Linked DNA regions of Gossypium hirsutum: regions 1 and 3 are each linked to region 2. The links are chromatin contacts, called in public Hi-C maps. All regions are on one chromosome and are shown on one strand. The core of a region is the stretch at or near the end of the contact, and the rest is flanking DNA. Distances in the headings are between cores, read along the strand shown. Region 1 holds the start of LOC107919976 (putative acyl-activating enzyme 19). Region 2 holds the start of LOC107920702. Region 3 overlaps LOC107919910 (CMP-sialic acid transporter 3).

Region 1 (4,606 bases), core at 1,547-4,046, 380 kb after region 2:
TATTTTGCAAGCCAAAAAATCAGTCAAACAAGCTGATTGGGTCAGCATGTGGGACGGCTTTGGGCTGCCTAGTGCTCGATCGGATCGGTTTTCTTGGTTCAGCTCAACTGGGCCTCTTTTCATAATTAATTAATAATAATTTATTTAACCCAAAATAATTTTGATTAAAATTAAAATTAATTATATTATGAATTAATATTCATAATTTGGACTGTCTTAGGCTAAAAAATTAATTCGCCTTAATGCTTCAAAATCGCTTCTCAGTTTTGCGCTTCTAGTAGTGTTTGCCGAGCCAATTTTCGCCATTTGTGCGATTCTGTCGAAAATGATCAAAATTAATCAAAATTTAATGTAAAATTAATTAAAATTTAACATGTTAAAAATTTAACTGCAGTTTAATTATTTTATAATTATTATAAATTTTTCGACAAGAATTTTACCGAAACTGCATGAATTTGAGTTAAAAAGGGCATGAAAAAATGTGTATATTTTCGTGTTTCCAGGATGATAACCCTTGCATGCGTGTTTCCTTTGTTTGTGAAGCTTGTTTATTAACAAAACCATGATGTATGTTAAGAATTTTAGGTACTATGCGAACCTATGATTTTGTGTGAAACCCATACATTGGGAGTTATGTGAACCTATGAGTTAAGTGTTTTTAAGTAAAGGCTGGAAAGTATATGAATTCGTGCCTCATACTATTTTGCAAACTCTTAAGATTTCTTTGTTGTACAATTTGAGTTGTTGTATGCAAACCTAAGTTGTGCTGCGAACTCTTAAGTTTATTATCAAGCATGCAAACCTGCTTAAGTTACTTTGTGAAGCTTGCTTGTTTTACATTCTGTTTCCACTACTATATTTTTGTTTTAGCACAACTTTTGCTATTATTAAGTGGTGTGTTGGAGGTTAGGTTGGAAGTTAACGGAGAGTCACTCTGGTGATCAATGTAGTTCGCTGGACTCGGGTCGCTCCTTCTCGACCGAATTTGAGGTGTTACATGTGTTTTGGCATCAGCCATCAAACCACCTGTATTGTTGTAGCTTGGTTTCTTAGAAGTGTCATAGAATAGGGTACCACGGCGTAAAATATAACATATATAAACTTTAAATAAATGAATTTAAAGTTAAAATTGAATTAGATAAATATTGTCAAATATAGAACAAATCTAGATACAACATGAGAAAATAATTATAACATGTTACAACAAAACCCAAATGTACACATCAAAATTTATATGAAATATATTATTAACATATAAAAAATTATATACATTTATAGTACTTTCAACATGCACAAAATAACATAAGCATTAATAGGTGATGCCACCCAAACTTTTATCTAAATTAAATTAATATAAAAAATACAAATATCCCATTAATTGAGACATGCGGCGAAAATTATACAAACCATAATTAAATTTAAAGGGTAAAATATATATTACCCATTACTTTTTAAACCCTAAATGAAAAATTAAATAATCTTAGGTAGTGTTTGTTTAATTGGAAATAGTTTATGAAAAATGATTTCTCAAATGGATTGATTATTTTTGGAAGAAAACATATTTTCTGATGTTGGGATGATTTTACATAACATATTTTTCATTGTTTGACAATTTTTCTGAAATCATTTTCTTAAAGTTGTTTTTAGCAAAACAAACACAACAAAAATACATTTGCTACAAAATATTATAGTAAAATTTTCTTTTGACAATTGAAATTTATTTTATAATAATATAATATTTTATAATAATTAATATCATATATAAACTTGATTATAAACAAAGTCTAATTAAAACTTTATTTAAACTACATATATTACTAAAGCTAAGCATAATTTAAACAAATACTCATATTTATATAATTAAAATATTCATATTTTATATCATAAAACATTTCTTATTAAATGTTTATAAATTGTAATATATATTTATTATTAAATTATTAATATAAATATTTTTCAATAATGTACTAAGAATATTATTTAAAAATTAAAATTATTATTGTTAAAATAAAATTGTAATAGTAAATAAATTATTAAAATGATAAATTATATTAATAGTTTTTATATTATTAAGTACAAATAATTAAATATGTATGTTTAATAGTATTTTTTTGTCACAATATGTTTAATAATATTGAAGATTACAATATTTGATTTTAATATTTTAAAAATTAAAATAAAAATTCTTATTAATATCATAATATTAGATTTGATTCAAGTTATTTTTTATATAAAATAAAATTATTCATAAATGAGATCTTTTTTGAAAATTAATTTACTTTTTTTGAAAGGGTAAGTCAATTAAAAAAAAGAGAGAGATTTATTTTCGGTTGACATGTAAATCATTTTCCTTTGACTAAGCTGTTAACTATAAAATAAACACAAGTAAAACAAATGCACCCTTATTTAATTTATATTTTTACTAACTACCTAAATTGACCCTTATTTAATTTATATTTTTACTAACTACCTAAATTGATATTTGACCAATAAGATTAATTTTTATTTAATTGAAAATCATAAAATACATAAATATGGTTATGGAATAATTTTAAATACCAAAACAATATTTCAAAGTTAAACCGGATCCAACCATTTTTAGTTTTTCTGTTCGAATTTGACCCAACTCATGGCAATTTCATAAATACACAGGTATTTTTGGGTTTATATTGGGTCCATGCGAACGAAAACTCGAATTAGGTAAAGCCCACATTACATTCCTCAATCCAACTTTTGTTAACCTGGTCCAATTAATATTTCGACATTATATATTCAAATCCGAAACCTTTGGAAAAAGTAAATGGCTTTTCCGAGTGGCGAGCAGGAGACGCTGCAGCGTAAGCACTGCTGCTTAATCCATGAATTTTACAGAGCAGCAAGCAAAAGCCCTGACAAAATAGCCATCATCCACGCGTCACCATCTAACCCGTCAGCTAATGAGGTCCGGATTGACAGAGAGTTGATCAACGGTGGGAATCCTCCGGTGTATAAAGGCGACCGGTGTTTCACTTTCGCTAACCTTTTAGCGTCCGTTGAATGTCTCAGTTTTCGTATATGTTCCGTTCTTGATGGTGCTGATGATCGTTACTTGATTAAACCCCAAACCTCAGGTACTTTTTTCTTTTTTCCCCTTCAGTTATGAATTTGTTTATTAAGATTCTGTTTGTTTGTTACTAGAAAAATGAGTGCAATTTGTATAAATTACAAAGGTTTGTCTTTTTGATTAATAAAAAGGATTTCAAATATAATTCAGCTTGAATACTGTCCATAAGAAGAGGAGGAAACTCCTCAATCGTTTGTTGGTATTCTGTGAATTTTAATATATTTATTTCTTTATTTCATTTGTTGGTTCTTCTTCACGGTAACTTTTGATATATCAAAGAGAAAGTAGGAGAAATAAAAACCAATGCTTTTTAAAGGAATTTTAATTGTTTCTTAATTCTTAATTTCTTATATGATTTGATGAAATGGGTTTGAATATTTCATGTTGATGATGACTGCAAGAGGAAAAAAAGGCATGAATTAATTAGAAATGTTAAGAGTTGTGTACAAGTATTTTGTTGTTTTAGAAGGAATTGCGGGTGTGTGTGTGTTTTAAGAATCCTTATTGGTCATTTTCTGTATCAATGAAGGTGATAACTCCAATGGCAAGCATCCTCAGTCTGTTCAAATGTCAGAAGCTTCATTGGATTTCATTCGAGGAGTTTGTCAACATACTGACCTTGAGAATATGTATGTACCAAAGATTGTTGCACTTTTTATGCCACCTTCAGTGGAATACGTAGTTTCTGTTCTTTCTGTTTTGAAGTGTGGGGAGGCTTTCTTGCCTGTTGATCCTGCATGGCCGAGAGATAGAATATTGTCGGTTTTGGATTCTTTAGATGCTGCTCTTGTTGTCACTTGTGGATCTTCACTTGTGAAAAGTGGTAGTGAGCTGGTTGATCAATTAGATTGGCTCTTAGAATGCTGCAGTTGTCCTATCATGCGCTTTTCTATGGAGGCAAGTATTGAACCGCATAAAAGTCAATCAAGTCTAGCATGGCCTTGTGAAAATGAAAGAAAAAGATTGTTTTGTTATCTAATTTACACTTCAGGATCTACGGGAAAGCCTAAAGGTGTATGTGGCACAGAAGAAGGTATGTTTTTTGTCATGATTTGAATACTACCGTAGTGTTTGTGTACAACTATACTGCTGGAAGTAGTTTATGTTTCACAATATGGATCTATGTTATCTCTTTCATCTTATCATTGTTAATAACTTTTTCTTAGAAAATCTGGTCAGGAACTAGGCTCCTAGTTGAACTAGAGAGACCTGAATTCATGTGAAAATATAATTGTTCTTTCATAGCTTAACAAAAAAAAAAAACTGTTCTTTCGTATCCTAGTACTAGTCTCTTAAGGAAAAATCAAACTTGATTTCTGCAACTAATTGGCAGACAACATTATAAAGAGCTCATAACCTAATAGAGACTTCCTAAGTCTTGAGAGATTTGAGTAATCTTTTGTGGTTCATAATGCTAGCTTGCTACCTTTCTTTATCTTAAATTCTTAAACCATCCACTTGAGATTGTATGAGGAGGGCTTGTGTTTTTTTGAATTAAGGAAC
Region 2 (4,526 bases), core at 1,490-3,989:
TGAGCACCACGGAAGGGCTAAACAGACAGAAGTCGTGATCGCCAAAGAGCGAGCACATGACACTATGATTGTTTAAAAGCTAGCTCAAATGGTACCATGGCTCCCTCAAGTCCCTCTATATTAAAGGTGAATAAAACTCGATTCAATTCAATAAAATCTAAAAGAATTTGAATTTCAAGTTAATTGAATCAAGTTATTCGATTTTTTTGAGTCAACTCAAATAAAAAATTCGAGTTTCAAGTTCCAGTTGAATCTTACAATTTGAACAATTCGAATAACAAATTGGTGTAAATAACCCCTTTGTCCCTGTCAATTTTGAAAATGAGTAAATTGATTTCTCAACAATAATTACAAAAAAAAAATCAATATAATTTTAAAATTCAAAATATTTATAAAAATTCCAAAATTCTAAAGAATATATAAAGTTAAAATTTTTCTAAAAAAATAACTTCGAGACCTAAATAAGTTAAATTAATGATTTAACTCTATCACACTAAAGTACTTTTTTTTCTTATTTTGCTTTGAAATTTTTTTCAAATATATATGGTTTCAAATTTATGTTCTCTAACATAGAATTAATTATATTGTAACAAGATTTTAATTTGATATATTTAATTTTTTAATTTCACTCGATTCAACTCGACTTAAATTTCATTTTAATCGAGTTACGATCATAAAATAGAACACATCAACTCGATTAACTTGAAATTTTCACTCGATTCAATTGAATGATCACCCCTACTCTATATGCTGGAGGTCTTGGGCTCGAGCCTTGCCATGAGCTTGCTTTTCAGCAACCATGGCGCCATGCACTTGCTCTTTGGCAACCATGGCTTCTTCTCGCTCATGCAATGACCTCTTCCTGTTCTTGCAATACAAGGCGCTCCCGCTTTGTAAACCTACCAGGCTTTCGGTCGAGCTGAGAGACGAGATCCGATTCAAAGAAAATACTAAACTTGTTGAGGGTCCAGCCCTCAGACTATTTTCGATAACGAAATATTGATTCGAGATTGATTAACAAAATGACATCCTTCCTATCAGACTATCAACCTTCACAAATGCACCCTTTAAAACTTGAGGAGCTTCCTTTCTACCAAAAGCACTCAAATAATTAACTTTTATTCTTAAAACATGTAAACATGCAGTGACATCCATTGATCATTAGCTATGTTCTCTGATACACCGTGTCAATCAATTACACATTATACAGAATATCAAATGCAAGCTGCTCAAGCATATTCATAACATTCACTGTATCAAACTGGGTCTAATTATGAAATTCACCTATGTTATAGAAACTGAGAAATTAGTGTAATTGTTGATAAATACATGAACTTGAGCTTGAACTATTAATTTTTACTAATTTATTATATATAAATTGTTGAACCGGTGAGTTTTGCTTCCTTGCATATAAATCTATGAACTGCTAGTTTGTAAGTCAATGATTTTATAACAAGATTCAATAGTGTTTACCGAGTTGGACTAACTTTTCAGTTTTAGAAAAGTAACGAAGATCAAATTTGACAAATTAAACCCAGTAAAGTATATAATGTATATTCTCAAGAAAGAGTTGTAGATTACCTGCATCATTGATCTGATTTGGTCCTTAGAGGGTGGATCAAAGTGCGGCCCAGGCAAACGCTTATTAATATCACTACAGAAGGAATAAATTAAAGATGCATTTAACATAGAAAGCGGTTAACAGTACATGTACCATTGCATGATTATGAAATGAATGAAACATAGAACGTATAAGCAAAATTCCTCACTTATACACCAGCAAGACAGCGATATATAGATCTTCAAATGTCAAAGTAGCTCTTCCTGATTGATTTTTGACACGCTCAAAAACCTTATCACTGATTTTCCTAATCTGTCTCTTTCTCCATTCCTTCCCTGCAAAAAGCAAGTGTTAAACTATCAAATACTCGCTTATAGCACTACAAACAGTGAAATGTTACTTCCTCTCATTAAACCCAATACTAATAAAATACAGTTTCCAGAGAATATCAAATCCAACCCAGCACGGTAAATATCAATGAAAGCAGAAGCCATGAAAAAACACTTGTTCAAACTAATCACTCAACATGAACATCTACCCATCATAATTCCAGATGCCCATTTCTCTGAAGCGATAATTAAAGCTTAATTTGACCTGTACTTTTAAAACAATAAAAATTAGAAATTTAAATTTTCTATAGAAAACAAAAAGTTAGACCTTTTCTTTTTAATTTAAATATAATATAGTCTTTACAAAAATAAGATACGGCTAAAAGAGAATACCTTTCTATGGAATATATACTAATATATATATATTAAAAAGCGCCCTTAATTCCCATGATTTAAAAGAATCGACTTCTGGGTTTCAAATATCATAAACTTTTGAATAACAAAGTTTCGAGATAAAGGGAAATTTAAAAGGGAGAGAAAAAAGCTTACCATGGATTTTTTCTAGGATTTGTCCCATGACTTCAGAAACGACGTAGCTTTGGAGATTCTAAAGGTTTCAGTGTGCCGATGAAACAAAGATGAAGGTGTATCCCATGGTGGATTTACGGCGGAAAGAAAAATAAAGCAAAAGACGAGAGGGAAAGGACACTTGATACGGTGGCGTTTCAAAAATTAGAAGTGACGTAGCACATTAAAGGTGGATGATAGTAACGTGTGGAAGTGGACATGTGGTGATGTACTTCGCAGATCCAATCTTCACATTTCATCTATGACTTTTGGGTAAACTACGCCCATATGTCATCCAACTATGGGTTATTATCTTTTGTCACTCAATTATGAATTTGTTTCTTTTTTGTCACCTAATTAATCGAGATTGTATTTTTTTAATCCATTTTTGTTAATTGCACTGGCGGGAGAGTGACATGGCAGTTGAGAAATCAATATAATAACAAATTTAACTTTTAACTTTTATATATTATATCGATTTAATCATAATTTTAAAAAATTAACTCTCAAAATTTACAAATGGTCTCAATTTGATCTTAATTTTTATTTAATATAAATATAAATATAAATATAAATATAAATATAAATATAAATATAAATATAACTTTATTATTATTTATTTGAAATATTTATGTATTTTTATATATTTCTTTGAATCTTTTTAGAAATTAGGATCAAATTGAGATCAATTGTAAATTTTTAGGGTTAATTTTTTAAAATTATGAATAAATCAATATATTATGTAAAAGTTAAGGGCTAAATTTATTGTTATGCCGATTTTTCAACTATCATGTCACCTTTCCATTAGTGCAATTAATGGAAATGGACTAAAAAATATAATCTCGATTAATTATGTGACCAATTTTAAAAAATTATAGTTGGGTGACAAAAAAAAAAGAAACAAATCCATAGTTGGTTGATCAATCTAAAAAAAATTCATAGTTGGATGATCAAAAAGAAAATGACCCATAGTTGAGTAACCTGTGGTGTAATTTACCCATGACTTTTTATTTTTATTTTAGGGTAAATTCCACCATTAATCACAAAATTATGGGTAAATTTTTATTTTGGTCACTTAACTACAAAAATGTTACAATTTGATCACTTTCGTTTTCAAATATTTTGTCACCTATGGTTAAACGATAATTTTTAGTTGGTATAATAACAATTTTAGTCCTTGATTTTTATACTTTCTGTCAATTTGACCCTAATTATATATAATATAATAAAAATTTGAAATTCCTTTTTTAAATTTTAAAAATTATAAAAATTTAAATTTAAATAAAAGTAGATGAAATTTTCAAAAATTGGTAAAGTGAGAGAAAATGAGGGAAATGTAACGACTGAACTTTTGTTAGTGTCGAAAAATACAATTTCGGAACCCCATTTCCTTAAACTGAGTTCGTAAAGATAAAATAAGAAGATTTACAGAGCTGGTATAAAAATATATTAAAGACCGATTAAGTAATTTAACCGAAAAAATCATTAATTAAAGTTTAGGGACTAAATTGTAAAAGTCCAATCACTATTAAATTATAATTTAGAAAATGCTTGAGGACTTAGTTGGCAATTATCCAAAGCACCTAACTGGTTTTTAAAATTTTTTTTTCTGACATAGTGGGAAATGATGATGTAGCCATTTAATTGATATAATTGTAATTAATAAATATAAATATGATAAATTAGTGAAATAAACATGATTAATTAAGATTAATTTATCTTTAATCTAAGCATATATATTAACTTAAGTGGGAGATGACAACATTATCATCTTCTTCCTTAAGCTTTCAACTGTCTAGGCTTGAGAAATAAAAGAAGAAAACATTGCTCATCCATTTAACTTTCGGCCATTCAATTGAGCATGTAAGGAAGCAATTTGTTGTGATTTAAAAAAAAAAATCTTAATCATCTAAGCTTAGTTCATCACACCCATGCTTTAAATTTTGTAATTTCTAAGTGTACAACAAGTTACCATTATTGGAGGTTGATGAAATTGAGCTTGATAATGGTAGATATCTAGTTGTTGAACTTAGATTTTACTATGATTGTATTGAAAGATAGGGAAAATA
Region 3 (4,771 bases), core at 1,039-3,538, 430 kb after region 2:
AATGCATTAGTCTATGAAACAAGTGGGCCGCTGGCTGCATCACCAGTAAGTTGAAGATCTGCATCTGCTATAGAAGAAAAGTTGAAAATTTTTTTACTGGATTATAGAGATCTTATATTTCTTTTTTATTCATGGAGTGAAGGACTTGGTTATTTTAATAAATCCTTCAAACTCATGGACCATTGCATTTGTGAACATTGAATATGCCTTGAATATTTTGATATCCAATCGAATGCACTCTACATTTACCAAGAAGAGCTGATTTATTTCTTCAAATAACTGTTAGTCTTGTTTAATCGGGTTTGATTTTGCATCAGTAATGATTCGTTTTTTGTGATTTCTTATTTTATAATCTCGGACTTTTAGCCTTTGCATTTCTTCTATATCCATCAAAATTCCATTTTGTCTAAATTGCGTCGTACTTTAACCCAACGCGGTCTAACTGCGAGTTGGCTTGGGAGTATATGTTCTGACCGAAATTTGATTGCAAACAACAGTTCTTCACAGATTGACTGTGGAAATTGAGAGTTCCAAATTGCAATCTTAGCTTTTTCAAAGCTTCAGATGCGTTTAGAGATCATATATATTTTCTGCTGCAAGCAAGCAATTGATTTGAGAGATTGGAGGTGGATATTTCTTCCGTAATTAAATGGCGCTTTGCAAAACGTTGCCCATATATCTATTAGCACCAGATATTTAGTAATAGGTGAAAACATGGTTCGCTCTAATTTACTAAACAGCTCCTCAAAATTGGGTCGGATTTAGACAAACACAAAAGTTATTAGGTTAAATATTGCAATAATTTGCAAAAGTTGTAGATTTAGTTTTTAAAGTTGATTAATTTTAGTCTTTATAATTTTTTTAATTTGAAATTTTGGTTAAATTCATTTATTAGTTTTGTACTATGCATTCAATTGTAGATCTGATCCATATTTTTCAATTAATTCATTTTAAGTTTATATTTTTTGAAATTTAAAGTCTCATTCTTGATGCATTATATGTGAAAATAATTTGACATGACATTAAACATGGGATAATATGTTTTGACTTATTAGATTTAGAAATAGTAGAAATTAATGAATTTAATAGCTATCGTTTGGTGTGATTAAAATTTTACAATTAGATACATGTAGGGACTAAAATTGATCAAATTAAAGTATAAGAGCTAAATCTACAACTTTTGTAAAGTAAATGGTAATGTTACTACAAGTTTGGTGTGAAACTCTACCCACGAGCAAGTAGGTTGGTTTAAGTTGGACACTTTTCCTTTCCTTTTCTATTACCACCAAAAAAAGAAAAATAGTAATTGTGAAACTTTAAGGTAATGCTTCAAGCTATGTCTCTTTTAGGTCAAGATTATCGAGGGGATTTATTTTCCTTTGCAGTGAAATGTTTGTAATGGCCAAAACATTTTTCTTTGCAAGCAAAATGGACCTTCTTTCTTCTGAGGTGTTTTCTTCGCCTCCATTTGATGCCGTGGATTTTATTGTTAAAGATTTGAGTGATTCAAATTGTCGATCCTATAAAATGGACCTAAAAAAGTCCTCATTCAATGAAACAAAATGTAAAGCTATTGCTTCTACTCCTTATTGAACCAACTGTTTGGCACTTTTTTGTGGATGGAACCTACTTTGTAAGGTTGGGTTATAGGCAACTTGTTTGGTCTATGCTTTTAGCGTACCAAAAGGATCTAACTTTTAATTTTGTTTGATAAAGGATGGAACCTAATTTAGGCCTTGAATGGTGCTACATGTAGAGCTTGCCATAATATGGTTGCTTCAAGAGTCAAGTGCTACAAGAGGGTTTTTCAAGATTTAAAAAATGGTGTGGATTGATATCGTAAGTTTTAATCTTGATTTTGGTTCTTTGGATTTTAAAGGCCGTATTTGTTAAATTTTCTAGCACCTTTGGAAGGCTAGGATCATGTTTGTTTTGGAAAATACTATTAAAGAACCTGTTTTGGTTTGACTGCAAGCCTTTAGGGATTTTTTTTTTCAATTTTATTAACAAGGCCTACGATGATTTTTTATTTTAGAAGAAAGAATGAGGGAGAATTTTCTTAACAAAGGCCTTCTTCTATTGGTGGTGTTGTTTGCAGGGATTTGGATGACTCATTCCTTGATGGTGCTAATTCTTTTGCGTCAAGCTGTGTTATGGATCGTTAACGATCATATCTTAGTTTAGATTTCTGTTAAGTCTGTTAAAATAATACTTAAGTAAATGCCACGTTTCATTAAATGGCTTAGTGATACGGTGAGTTTTACGTTGTCAAAACGGATGCGTTTTGTCTATCGCAATAGCGGTTATTGAATTCCATATATGATTTGTAACAGAATAGAGGAAAGGCATGCAATATTGAATCTGGTTTTCAGTCTCTTTTCTTCTCATTGTTTTCTTCTTTCTAAATTCTTCATTTCTATTCTAAACCCTAGTCCGATCTCGATTTATTCTTCAACAAAGGTATCAGAGCCTCTCAATCCTCATGACCGGCGACGGCGTAACCACGAGAATGCTAAAGGAACTTGGACAGATTCAAGGGGAACTTACATTCAAACAGAGTTCTCTCAACTGGATGCAAAAATTGATGTTCGGTTGAAGGATCTACAGGAGGGAATCAAATCAGAGGTACATACGGAGCTTCATTCTGAACTTCATTCTTTATTCGAACAATATTTTGGGCAGGGACCTCCAATGGCAGTGAACGGAACGGTGAACAGTAAAGGCAAAGGAATTTTGGGAACACCACCTGGGTTCTCATCTCAAGAGCACTTAGTAGTATCTCCAATGGCAGAGCGGGGTCATTCAAGTATATCTTCACGTGGGGTGCTGGTGGAAGCTGATCGTTCCACTTTTAGGATGGAATGTCCGTCATTCGATGGGGAGAACTTCCGAGGTTGGTGGTCCAAGCTTGAGCAGTACTTTGAAGCGGAGGGAATTGGGGATCACGCAAAAGTGCGGTTGGTTATGTTGCATTTAGAAGGTAAGGCTCTTGATTGGCATCATTTTTTTCTCGACGGCATGGGGACTATATCAACTGTTTTGGGAAATTTATGCGAGGGGACTTAAGGAGCGCTTTGGATCGGACTCTTTTTTGGATCCCATGGCAGAACTGGTAATCCTCAAGCAAATTGGTTCTGTAGACCAGTATCATGATGGGTTTCTAAGTTTATTGAATCAGTTGAATCTTCCTGAATCTTATGCCCTGAGCATTTTTCTCAGCAATCTCAAGCCAGAGATAGGCCAATACCTTAGGTTGTTTAAACCTCAGACACTGGTAGAGGGGTACAACTTAGCGAGGCAGGTGGAGAATATTGTACATGGACCAATCAAAAAAGAAAATCTGCTTACTAGTGGTAGTTCAGTGGGCAGACCCTTACTTCTTATGACTCGGAGTTTTAGGGAAGCAGTAGTTTAAATTCAACAAGTGAGTCAACAAATGGGAAGTCTAATTTTAGAGTACCCTCAAAGTCTTTGTCTCAGGCCGAATTAGAGGATAGGAGGAAGAAGGGGCTTTGCTTTTGGTGTGGTCTTAAATATTCTCCAGGCCATAAATGCTCGAAGTCTCAAATGTACTAGTTGGTGGTGGAACCATGGGAGGACAGTTGTCCGGACATAAGAAGCCCTACTCAAGAGGATTTTCAAGACTGTCCTGAGTAGTTGGAAACAACAGAATTAGGATCTAGAAATTCATCTCCTATATTATAATTACATGCCTTACATGGATTACAGGGACACAATACCATGCAGTTCGCAGCACATATTGATCGATGTGAGGTGGTGGTTTTGGTAGACTCTGGTAGCACACATAATTTCATTGATTTCAAGGTAGCTAGAAGATTGAAGCTGGTCATCGAACCTGTGCCTAGTTTGAAAGTGTCGGTGGCAAACGGGGTGAAATTAAACACTCATGGACTTTGTAAAGCTGTTGAATGGGAGACACAAGGGTATAAATGTGTTACTGATTTTTTAGTGTTATCGGTCAAAGGGTTTGATGTGGTGCTAGGTATTCAATGGTTGCTTTCGTTAGGGCCGATTGTATGGGATTTTGCCAATCTCACCATGCAATTTAAATGTGGGTTGTGAAATTGCAGGTTAAAGGGCACCATACGTGGTTCAATGCAGGTTATTCCTAGTGGCCAATTTTCTAAGTGTATGAGTTTGGTAGGTAATGGTCCTGGTCCGATGTTGTTGACCTCATATGATCTGACTGTTCTCACAAAGCCTCCGGCTCAGGCGTCACTTGACTTGCAAAAACTTCTGAATGATTTTGAGGATATATTTCAGGTGCCTACACAGTTACCTCCCTTTCGGTTAAACGATCATAGGATACCTTTGGTGGACGAATCCAAGGTGGTTAAGGTGCATCCTTATAGGTATCCAACTGTTCAGAAGGCTGAGATCGAAAAACTTATTTAAGAAATGTTACAGGCTGGGATTATTCGGGACAACAACAGTCCTTTTGCTTCTCCCGTGGTCATGGTTAAGAAGAAGGATGGGAGCTGGCGTCTCTGTGTAGACTATAGGCAGCTTAATCAATTGACTATCAAGGATAGATTTCTAATTCTGATTATTGAAGAATTGCTGGATGAATTGGGACAAGCTAACTATTTTTCTAAGCTGGATTCACGCTCAGGGTATCATCAAATCCGAATGTGTGAACAAGATGCTTCAAAATAGCCTTTAAAACGCATGAGGGTCATTACGAATTTTTGGTAAGGCCATTTGGCTTAACCAATGCACCCTCCAGTTTCCAGTCTTTGATGAATTTGGT

What was found. A called contact is a pair of places that touch in the nucleus more often than the background predicts.
Region 1: a contact with region 2 is called in a Hi-C map of leaf, with 4 times the contacts expected there. The contact joins the promoter of LOC107919976 here to the promoter of LOC107920702 in region 2. A contact is called at or near these places in 17 of 34 Hi-C or Micro-C datasets (anther, callus, fibers and 3 more).
Region 3: a Hi-C map of leaf shows a contact between it and region 2, with 2.3 times the contacts expected there. The contact joins the enhancer-like site here to the promoter of LOC107920702 in region 2. A contact is called at or near these places in 2 of 34 Hi-C or Micro-C datasets (both in leaf).

What each region holds. Positions count from the first base shown.
Region 1 is chrD13:31,848,778-31,853,383 of Gossypium_hirsutum_v2.1, reverse strand. LOC107919976 (putative acyl-activating enzyme 19) reads left to right here and starts at 2,796. Exons shown (of 17, transcript XM_016849434.2): 1 at 2,796-3,110; 2 at 3,633-4,136. The coding sequence starts at 2,801.
Region 2 is chrD13:32,224,960-32,229,485 of Gossypium_hirsutum_v2.1, reverse strand. It overlaps LOC107920702, which reads right to left and starts at 2,739. Exons shown (of 4, transcript XM_016850525.2): 1 at 2,440-2,739; 2 at 1,770-1,896; 3 at 1,582-1,654. The coding sequence starts at 2,467.
Region 3 is chrD13:31,793,193-31,797,963 of Gossypium_hirsutum_v2.1, reverse strand. LOC107919910 (CMP-sialic acid transporter 3) reads left to right here. Exons shown (of 16, transcript XM_016849350.2): 16 at 1-255. Among protein-coding and RNA genes, the nearest start is that of LOC107919910, 16 kb to the left of the region's middle. Within about 2 kb of position 2,288, at least 7 of the 9 cell types and tissues checked have an H3K27ac peak or open chromatin away from gene starts, as enhancers often do. A contact at or near this core is called in leaf, where this site is marked.